Linked DNA regions of Ovis aries: region 1 is linked to region 2. The links are chromatin contacts, called in public Hi-C maps. All regions are on one chromosome and are shown on one strand. Each heading gives the region's core, a stretch centred on a gene start, on an enhancer-like site or on the middle of the called end of the contact. The rest is flanking DNA. Distances are from core to core; before and after follow the strand shown.

The links. Hi-C and Micro-C count contacts between places; a contact is called where the count stands out from the background.
Region 1: a Hi-C map of hypothalamus shows a contact between it and region 2, with 3 times the contacts expected there. The contact joins two enhancer-like sites. A contact is called at or near these places in 6 of 16 Hi-C or Micro-C datasets (hypothalamus, liver, mixed tissues and 3 more).

What each region holds. Positions count from the first base shown.
Region 1 is chr2:234,457,041-234,462,342 of ARS-UI_Ramb_v3.0, reverse strand. No RefSeq gene overlaps it. Among named protein-coding and RNA genes, the nearest start is that of TRIM62, 25 kb to the left of the region's middle. Within about 2 kb of position 2,957, at least 2 of the 54 cell types and tissues checked have an H3K27ac peak or open chromatin away from gene starts, as enhancers often do. A contact at or near this core is called in hypothalamus, where this site is marked.
Region 2 is chr2:234,314,478-234,319,552 of ARS-UI_Ramb_v3.0, reverse strand. PHC2 (polyhomeotic homolog 2) reads right to left here. Exons shown (of 14, transcript XM_060411367.1): 4 at 5,017-5,075; 5 at 4,421-4,585; 6 at 857-1,169. Among named protein-coding and RNA genes, the nearest start is that of A3GALT2, 44 kb to the left of the region's middle. Within about 2 kb of position 1,697, at least 12 of the 54 cell types and tissues checked have an H3K27ac peak or open chromatin away from gene starts, as enhancers often do. A contact at or near this core is called in hypothalamus, where this site is marked.

The DNA.
Region 1 (5,302 bases), core at 1,708-4,207, 140 kb before region 2:
TAGGTGAACGTGTAACTTCATTGTTTTTATTTTCATTTCTTTGGTTTATTAGTGACGTGGATCATCTGCTATTTGGAGCTATTTGGATATTTTCTTTTGTGAAATGGTCTGTTTATGTCCTTTATTCATTTTTCTGTTGGGTCTGTTTGTTTCTTATTGTTTCTAAGAGATCTTTATATATTAGAGAAGGAGAAAAGGAAAGATATAAGCATCTGAATGCAGAGTTCCAAAGAATAGCAAGAAGAGATGAGAAAGCCTTCTTCAGTGATCAATGCAAAGCAATAGAGGAAAAGAACAGAATGGGAAAGACAAGAGATCTCTTCAAGAAAATTAGAGATACCAAGGGAACATTTCATGCAAAGATGGGCTCTATAAAGGACAGAAATGGTCTGGACCTAAGAGAAGCAGAAGATATTAAGAAGAGGTGGCAAGAATACACGGAAGAACTGTACAAAAAAGATCTTCACGACCCAGATAATCACGAAGGTGTGATCACTAATCTAGAGCGAGACATCTTGGAAAGTGAAGTCAAGTGGGCCTTAGAAAGCATCACTATGAACAAAGCTAGTGGAGGTGATGAAATTCCAGTTGAGCTATTTCAAATCCTGAAAGATGATGCTGTGAAAGTGCTGTACTCAATATGCCAGCACATTTGGAAAACTCAGCAGTGGCCACAGGACTGGAAAAGGTCAGTTTTCATTCCAATCCCAAAGAAAGGCAATGCCAAAGAATGCTCAAACTACCGCACAATTGCACTCATCTCACATGCTAGTAAAGTAATGCTCAAAATTCTCCAAGCCAGGCTTCAGCAATACTTGAACCGTGAACTCCCTGATGTTCAAGCTGGTTTTAGGAAAGGCAGAGGAACCAGAGATCAAATTGCCAACATCCGCTGGATCATCAAAAAAGCAAGAGAGTTCCAGAAAAACATCTATTTCTGCTTTATTGACTATGCCAAAGCCTTTGACTGTGTGGATCACAATAAACTGTGGAAAATTCTGAAAAAGATGGGAATACCAGACCACCTAACCTGCCTCTTGAGAAACCTGTATGCAGCTCAGGAAGCAATAGTTAGAAGTGGACATGGAACAACAGACTGGTTCCAAATAGGAAAAGGAGTGTGTCAAGGCTGTATATTGTCACCCTGCTTATTTAACTTATATGCAGAGTACATCATGAGAAACGCTGGACTGGAAGAAACACAAGCTGGAATCAAGATTGCCGGGAGAAATATCAATCACCTCAGATATGCAGATGACACCACCCTTATGGCAGAAAGTGAAGAGGAACGACAAAGCCTCTTGATGAAAGTGAAAGAGAAGAGTTAAAACGTTGGCTTAAAGCTCAACATTCAGAAAACGAAGATCATGGCATCCGGTCCCATCACTTCATGGGAAATAGATGGGGAAACAGTGGAAACAGTGTCAGACTTTATTTTTGGGGGCTCCAAAATCACTGCAGATGGTGATTGCAGCCATGAAATGAAAAGATGCTTACTCCTTGGAAGAAAAGTTATGACCAACCTAGATAGTATATTCAAAAGCAGAGACATTACTTTGCCGACTAAGGTCCGTCTAGTCAAGGCTATGGTTTTTCCTGTAGTCATGTATGGATGTGAGAGTTGGACTGTGAAGAAGGCTGAGCACCGAAGAATTGATGCTTTTGAACTGTGGTGTTGGAGAAGACTCTTGAGAGTCCCTTGGACTGCAAGGAGATCCAACCAGTCTGTTCTGAAGGAGATCAACCCTGGGATTCCTTTGGAAGGAATGATGCTAAAGCTGAAACTCCAGTACTTTGGCCACCTCATGCGACGAGTTGACTCATTGGAAAAGACTCTGATGCTGGGAGGGATTGGGGGCAGGAGGAGAAGGGGACGACCAAGGATGAGATGGCTGGATGGCATCACGGACTTGATGGACGTGAGTCTGAGTGAACTCCGGGAGATGGTGATGAACAGAGAGGCCTGGCATGCTGCGATTCGTGGGGTCACAGAGAGTCGGACACGACTGAGAGACTGAACTGAACTGAACCTCAGACCGCCTGGTTCTTCAGGGTCCTTCAGTTCAGTTCAGCTCAATCTCTCAGTCATGTCTGACTCTTTTGGGACCCCATGGATGGCAGCACACCAGGCTTCCCTGTCCATCACCAACTCCTAGAGCTTGCTCTAACTCATGTCCATCGAGTTGGTGATGCCATCCAACCATCTCATTCTCTGCCATCCTTTTCTCCTCCTGCCTTCAATCTTTCCTAGCATCAGGGTCTTTTCCAATGAGTCGGTTCTTCGAATCAGGTGGCCAAAGTATTGGAGTTTCAGCTTCAGCATCAGTCCTTCCAATGAATATTCAGGACTGATTTCCTTTAGGATGGACTGGTTGGATCGCCTTGCAGTCCAAGGGACTCTCAAAGTCTTCTTCAACACCACAATTCAGAAACATCAATTCATTGGTGCTCAACCTTCTTTATGGTCCAACTCTCATATCCATACATGACTACTGGAAAAACCATAGCTTTGACTCGACAGACCTTTGTCAGCAAAGTACTATCTCTGCTTTGCAATATGCTGTCTAGGTTGTCTAGGTTGGATATTGTTTTTATTTTCATTTCTTTGGTTTGTTAGTGAGGTTGATCATCTGCTTATTAGCTATTTGGATATTTTCTATTGTCAAATGGTCTGTTTATGTCCTTTATCTATTTTTCTGTTGGGTCTGTTTGTTTCTTATTGCTTTTTAAGAGCTCTTTATATATTAGAGATTTAACCTCAGACCACCTGGTTTTTCAGGGTCCTTAGGGTTGGGCAACATGGTCCCCTGCAGTCAGATTCCCAAGAGACTGAAGCAATTCTGCCTCTGGTCAGCGGAGGGCAGCAGTGGGCAAGATTCATTTTCAGGCAGGACACACTCAGGCCTGCCTGGAGTAGGGCGCACGCGCGCGCGCACACACAGGCACAAAGACCCTTTCAGAGAGCTTTTCAGGAAACCACTTGGTCCACTGACACTTCAGGGGCCCCCAACACAGATTCTTCTCCTTAGTCTCTGGAGACAGCTGTGAACATTGAAGAGAATCCATTTCTAAAATTAGACTGAAGTCAAACTCCAACTCTGTCACCTCCCAGCTGTAGGTTGGGCACAACTTTTATGACCTCCTTACCTCTCAGTTTTCTCATCTGTAAAATGGGTCCAATGATACCCTTCCCAGCGTGTGATGAAGGAACCATGAATAGAGGGACGCTGTAGTCTGGCAGGTGCATGTGCTCAGAGAGTACAGCCCAGGCCACCCAGCTCCCTCCCCCCTGCCCCCCCACCCCACCCCCCAGCCCCATAATTCAACCGACTGAACAGAGGGAAGCTCTGGCTCCTGCCATCATGGCTGTGTTTGCTCCTTCCCAAGCCTGCCCCATGTTTGATTGGTTCGATGTAAGGAAGATCCCTGGTGAACTGGCTGTGTGGAGGGAGATTGCAGGAGGGGAGACCAGGGAGGAGGGGAAGAGGTAATACAGGTCCACACCAGGCAGTGGGGAAGACGTGGGTGGGAGAGACCAGTGAGAGAGAGGCAAAAAAGGCCAGCACTGGCAACCGATGAGATGCGCTGGGCAGAGGAAGGGTGGATGAGTGGTGAGCTCTACCTGAGGGACTGCAGGGCCCGCTGGGGGAGGTGCAGATTGCTCACAGAGGAGAGGAGTTCTGCTTGCACTTTGCCGAGTTTGACTTGCTAGAGGGACTTCCAGGACCAGCCCCCACCCCACCGCCCCCGCCCCTGCCAATCCCCAGCAGTGGGAAATCCTAGCTCTAGCCTGACCTTTCCCCTCCTCCCTGTCTTACCTCCCCACTCCCCCTAGGCCTGCAAAACCTGGGTCCATCCCTGCCCAGGAATCAGAGCTGCTCTAGATATAATTCAGGCCAAGGGAGGGGATCATCTCCTTCCCTGCTTTCGCTCCCATCTCTCCCCTCACCTGGCTCCCCCAGCTCCCTCGAGGTCCCAGGTCAGGGGAGGGGGACAAGAGAGAGACCTGTATTTGACTCAGCATCCCCTACCACTCCCTTAAGCTAGGAGCAAGGCAGGGCCCAAGGGGTCCCCGACTCAGGAGGGGAAACCGGAAAAGTGGGTTTCTGATGGGAACAACTATGGCCTGGAGCTGGGATGAGTCATCAGGCAGAGAGGGCAGGAGTTGGAGGACAGGGCTGGGCCCAGGACCCTAAGCTGTGGGTTTCTGGGGGAGGAGAGGTGGGCAGGTAAGAGGTAATGAGGTCCTGGGACTCTACAATGCTGGCAGGGTTGGGAAGGGGGGTTTGTTCAATCTCCAACCTGGTCCCAATCTGAGACAGGAATCATAGACTTTTATTCTTTGTTTCTATTAACGATGATCTTCACTTTATAGATTGCTTACTGTATGTCCAGCCTCCTGCTAACTTCTTTACAAATGTTACTTGACTTAATCCTTGCTTGCCTTGTTGTCAAGCCCTGTTTTACAGAGGAGGTCACAGGAGCTCAGAGAGGTTAAACCATTTGCCCCTGGGTCACAAGTGCAGAGTCAGGGAGTCAGGGCACTGTCCTCTGTTTGACCCTAGAGGCTAAGAGCTCCCATCTTCTCTCTGCACCACCTTCCTCAGTCCTGGTTGGACTGCGTGCTGCACCCATGAAGATGAGTGGGTTTCCACCTGGGTCCCGGGCACCCAGAGTCCTGGGAGCCATCGTCAATGTAAAGATACCCAAACAGTGATCAGTACATTCGTCCATCATTAGGTCACCCTAGGCATGGTTTCCCTGATGTCAAAGGGTTCTGAGCATGTTTTTAAAATTTGTGGGCTTCATGGGGGAGGACAAAGCTGGTTGGTGCTAACTGGGGGAATGTGGTGGGGCCTTTCACAGATTGGCAGGGCCACGGGCATCTGTGAAGGAGGGTGCTGGGGACTCTTTCAGGTTCCTTAAAGCTGTGCTGTCTGTGATTCTGGGAAGAAGGGGCCAGGGTGTGTGCACGTGTCCTGGCCAGCAGCCCCTGCTGTATGGAGGGGGGCAGCGTGTGCTCCTTTCCTATCCAGCCTGAGGTAGGCAGTGGGTGGTAGGCGTGGCTTCCAGAATATTATCGACACCTCAGGAATGTATGTGGCTTTAGCAAGCCCCAGCCGCAGGCAGAGGAGTGGGGTACAGGACAGGGCCTGTCTTGGTGAGGGTGGGGACCCTCAGAAGGGTCCCCACCAGGCAAGTTTGGTCTGAGGCCAGGTTTGGGGTGGGGCTGATCAAGAAAACTGCACAGTGAGTGTCAGGCATCCCTGCCCACTGCCCCAAGCTGGTTTCCCTCCCCACC
Region 2 (5,075 bases), core at 448-2,947:
TACTTTTTTAATCTGCAAGATTTATTCTTGAGTACCACTCTTACTGGCAAACCTTTCTTGGCTCCTCTCCCTCAGGCTAGATGGTGCCTCTGTGATCCTCCAGGGCTCAGAGCTAACATCTATGACAGGCTGTACTCATCTGTCTCTCCAGACCCTGCCCACCTGGGAGGCAGGGCCCATGTCTTATTTATCTCGGCACCCCCGGAACTGGCAACATAACCGATGCATATTAGTCAACAAATGTCTGTTGAGTGACGAGAAAATAAACTTCTCACTTCCTCATCTCCCTGTGTGGTTCTTACATGCCTCTGGCTAGCCCCTGTCCTTTTTTTTGCTGACTCTTAGAGAATTACAAAATAGTGTAACTGCCAAACCTCCACTGCCTAGGTGAAGAGCTATGATTTGGTACCCTGAGAATCATGGTACCCATTGTGAAGAAGGTCTTATTTGGGATTGCCCTGGTGGTCCAGTGGTTAAAACTCTGTGCTCCCACTACATGGGGCACAGGTTCGATCCCTGGATGGGGAACTAAGATCCGGCATGACACATGGTGTGGCCAAATAAAAGAAAATTAAATGATGGACCATTTATATGAACAAGGTTCTCCTCTTAAAAAAAAGAAAAAGAAGGTCCCATTTGTTTCCACTAACATGGCTTCCTTCTTTAAAGCTGGACGAGAAGCATGAAATAGACTCTGGAGCTGGAGAACATCTCAAGACTGTAGAAAAGGGGAAAGAGAGATCCACGGCTGACACCTTATCTTGCCCATGGGAAATAGGAGAGTGTGAAAATTTCCCCCTGACCCATCGTCCTTCTGAGTTTTCAGGGATAGGATCCTTCCTCCTGGAGTGCTTACCTGGTGCAATGAGCGGGTGGGTAGCCACGGCGGGCACCATCCGGCTGAGCCCAGCCCGGCCCTCCAAGCTCCCGGGCACACTGCCGTTGCTGTCTCCTCTCTTGAGTGGCTCTGTCACACTGTCGGTTGTGCCAGACTTGGCACCTGCAGGGGAACCCTGAGCAGTGTTTCTGCCCTGTGATGGGGTAGGCAGAGGCTGGCTACCACTTGGCGTGGGCTTCAGGGCCAAGCTGCTCAGGACAGGCTGGGTGGGGGTAGGGCCCGAGGCTGCTGCAGCTGGTGTCTGCTGTGATCGGAGGGTCAAGTTCTGTACCTGGAAAAGAGGGGTCTGTAGGAGTCCAGAGAATGTGGGTATGAGCAATGCCGACACATAGTTCAGACAGGGAAGGAGTTAGGGACGGATCCAGGAATGCTGAACGTGAGAGTGAGCTGTTAGATCGGAAAGAAAGAGAGAGACAAGAGACAAGGGGCTGAAGGAGAAACCAGGAGCAGAGTTTCTAAAGGGGACAGACAGTGTGCTGGTCATTGGATTCATCTGCAGAAGAAACCAAATTCTGAGCAGGGATGTCTGCCTTGGCTGGGGCAGACTGGGGAAGGGAGGCTGGGGCTGCTTCTCCCTTCTGTTACCTCCCCTCCTCCCCCAATCTATCAGGATGGGCTGCGTACCACTTAGAAAGAATCATGGCAGGGCATGGGGCTTCCCACACTGGGAAAGGCCAGGGCAAAAGTGAAAGTGAATCGACCAGCAAGGTCTCCCAGGTGAAGGATTATCCTGTCCTGAGGATAGGGTTTACACATCAGCACGGCCAGGCTGACTCAACTTGGTCCCTGGCACCCTCTGCTGGACACACGGAGGCTGTGCCAGACTCGCGTCTGACCCCTATCCCTTAGATGGGGCTGGTTCCTCCCCACCACCCACAGAATCTTTACAGCCACAGCTGTGTCTGTGTGCTCCCAGCAGAAAGAAGGGACCTAGGACTCATCCTTGCTCCCTCTTCCATGCCGTTTTTCCTGATTCCTAGAGCTGCTAACATGTGTAATCAGAGTGGAATTTTCCTCTTAAAAAGCAATGACATCAGAGCTCATCCTGGGGAGGGTATAAGGTAGTGAGGGCCACCGGTTCTGGCAATCACACTTGCTCCTGCCCTGTGGTCAGGGCCCGAAGCAGGGTCCGGAGTGGCCGAGGCCTTCTCAGCGAGGAGTCAAGGAGTGAGTCTAGGGGTAATGGGACGCCGTCTCCCACCTGCTTTCCTGGAGCACCCCGAGACGTTCAAAGCTCTTCCAGGGCTCAGGCCCAGACCCAGCATCATTGCCCCCATGGCAGGGGTCCCCACCCCCCTGCCCGCCCACAAGCATGGAATCCTCACCTGGGCAGGGGTGGGGGGCCGGGCGGGGGAGCCAGTGCCGAGCTCAGGCTGCACGGTAGCGACGGTGGCCGTGGGCGTGAAGATGAGCTGAGGGGACAAAGGAACAGTGCCGCCTAGGCTCCTAGCTACCTGCACCAGGTTACCTGGCTGGGCCTGGAATCACAGGAAACGAGGTGCCTTTTACCTGCCCAATGTGGGCTCAGCCACAGGACACGACAGCTCAGCCAGGGAGCAGACGGGGTTGGGGGGAGGACGTGGGGGAGGTGGGAGAGGGAGAGAGTCCAGGGGTGCCTCCTGAAAATCTCAAGAGCCCCCTCAAGTCCTGATCCAGGCCAGGCAGGGAAGGGCCAGAGCTAGGGTGCTGTCCTGGGGTTGCACCAAGTCAGGTGTACTTCAGAAGCCTCTGCTAAGAGCTCACCCCAGAGAAGGGACCAATAATGATGGCCAGACACCCTCAAGTCCCTCTCTGCAGCATCCTGGGGAGCAGGGCCCCTGGGCTGAGACAGATGCCCTGGAACCATGTTCTAAATCTCACCTGCAAGTTATGTGGCAGCCTGGATGGGAGGGGAGTTTGGGGGAGAATGGATACGCGTGTATGTATGACTGAGTCCCTTCGCTGTTCACCTGAAACCATCACAACATTGTCTGTTAATCAGCTATACCCCAATACAAGATAAAAATCAAAAAAAAAAATCTAACCTGCTCTGGACTCTAGGTGTGGGTCAGAACAGGACTTTCTGCCAGAAAGGATCAGATTAGATTCTTTTGGCCACTTTTTAGTCAAATTTAGATTAGGCTGTGTGTGTGTGTGTGTGTGTGTGTGTGTGTGTGTGTGTGTGTGTGTGTGTGTGTGTGTGTGTACATGCATGAGCAGAGACAACAGTGCTAAAGGAACCAAGAGAAACCAAGCTGTACTCGTGTCTATATCTCCTTGCACGGCGCGTAGGGACTGAGGGTCTCTGTGCGACACTCCCACCCTTGCGAGTCCAGCTCTGGACATGTATATGACGGCACATCTGCTCCTCTGAGCGAGGGCACCCCACTTTGGGGAGGGAGGTGGCCAGGCTCTAGGGCTCCAGCGGGTGCAATTGAGCCAGAGAAGGGGTGGGGTAAACTGAAGACAGAGCAGGTGTGGGTGGTGTCACATGGGCTGTCTAGCTCCCTGGAGAAGTGGAAGTCTGGTCCCCATGGGTGTCTGAGGCTATTCCCCAGGAAAGGAGCTGCACCTCAGTGAGTTCAGAGTCAAGAACTGGAGCAGAACTAGAAAAGCTCCCAGTGTCAAGCTCTGGCCACAAAAACTAAACGAGGGCTGGGGCCGTACAGCCTTTAGGATGGCATGTCAAGGAGCTGGAGAGAGAACAATTCAGAGCAGGGTTGGGAGACCAGACTCAGAGTGGGCTGAGCCCAATCTAGACCTAGACCTAGACCTGCCTGCTTCCTTGGGTGAACAAATCCTGCTGCTTTCCTGGGAAAGTCTGCTTATTTTAGGAACCCCTCAGCTTCTTATGGCCTCTGTACCTCTTAGGGACAGGTGTCAAGGCGGGACTCTAGGTATGTGTGTGGAGGGCTGATACCGTCCTGAGTGCATTCGGCCCAAGCAAGCCCACCTGATGGATGCTTGACTGGGTGGCCCTGATGGGAATGGAGGCCCGGCTGGGAATGCAGTGGCGGCAACAGAGTTTCTGGAGCTGGCGGCCGCCTTCACCACCTGGGCTGGAATGCACTCTTGGCCTTGAACTAGTGGCCAATCCCTGCAGGACAGCCCCAGCGGACTGAGACCCCACTTCCGCAGGGTACTCGGATGTTTGTGCAGTTGCTTGTCTCACGTGTCTGAGGGGACAGACCACCTGGGCACAGACCCGTGGGTCCCCTACTGTAACTAATTTTAGGGAGTGGTTTCTGGTAAGAGGAGGATAATTCTGTTTCATTCTCCGAGGGAAAGGAAAGGAGGCATCATGGGTAACTTAATTTTGGCCTGGAACCCTACCTTTCTTTGAGTCATGGAGCCAATATCAAAGCTCCCGTCAGCCTTCCAGGCCGCCTTCTTTATGTCATCCCTGCTTTCCTACCAACTGTCCACCTGGTGCTTCTTTCCCACCTTTCTCTAATTGCCACCCTTCTTTAATCGCCCAGCTCCCAACTTCTCTGCCTCTGTCCTCCTGGCTTACCTGAGCCATGGCCCAGGCTGGGGACTCACCATCTGTGCCCGGAGATACATCTGTGCTTGACTTGCAGTCAGGGCTGGAGAAGACGTGTTGCCCAGAAGCACAGCCTGCTGGGTGATGCCCGAGGCTGCGGCCGAGTTGACACTCTGTGCCCGGTTGATGAGCTGGGCTGCTGCTGGGGAGGCTGCCAGGTTGATCTGGGGAGAGAGACACGTGCAGTAGGAAACGGGTGCTTCTGTGGCTTAACTCTGCACCCCTCATCCACTTCTTTCTCTCCACCTCCCCTGTTCCTTGGTGGACTCAGCCTTCTTTAGGACCAGCTCTGATCCCTGGGTCCTGGATCTCCCCTCAGCCCTGCTGCGTCTCTGGCCTGTGTGCAGTGCTGTTGGAAGGGGGCTGAGCCATGAACTGGGAGCCCTGACAGTGTAAAGATGACAGGGAGTTACTAACCGAAATTAGAAAGTGGCACACATTTTTTTTCTGGCAAGAGTAATGGATTCCAGCCATGATTCTACATGACTGAGGATTCACCACCGTTGCATCAGGAGGCTCATGAGCATTTTGGGCAAAGAGGAAGGAAGTGGTCTTGGAACCGTGGGCTTGGCCTACTGCTCCCCACCCTACTCACCGAGGATGACTGGCCAGGGGCCTGTGCGGACACACTGCTGCCTGAAGTGCTCCCTTGTC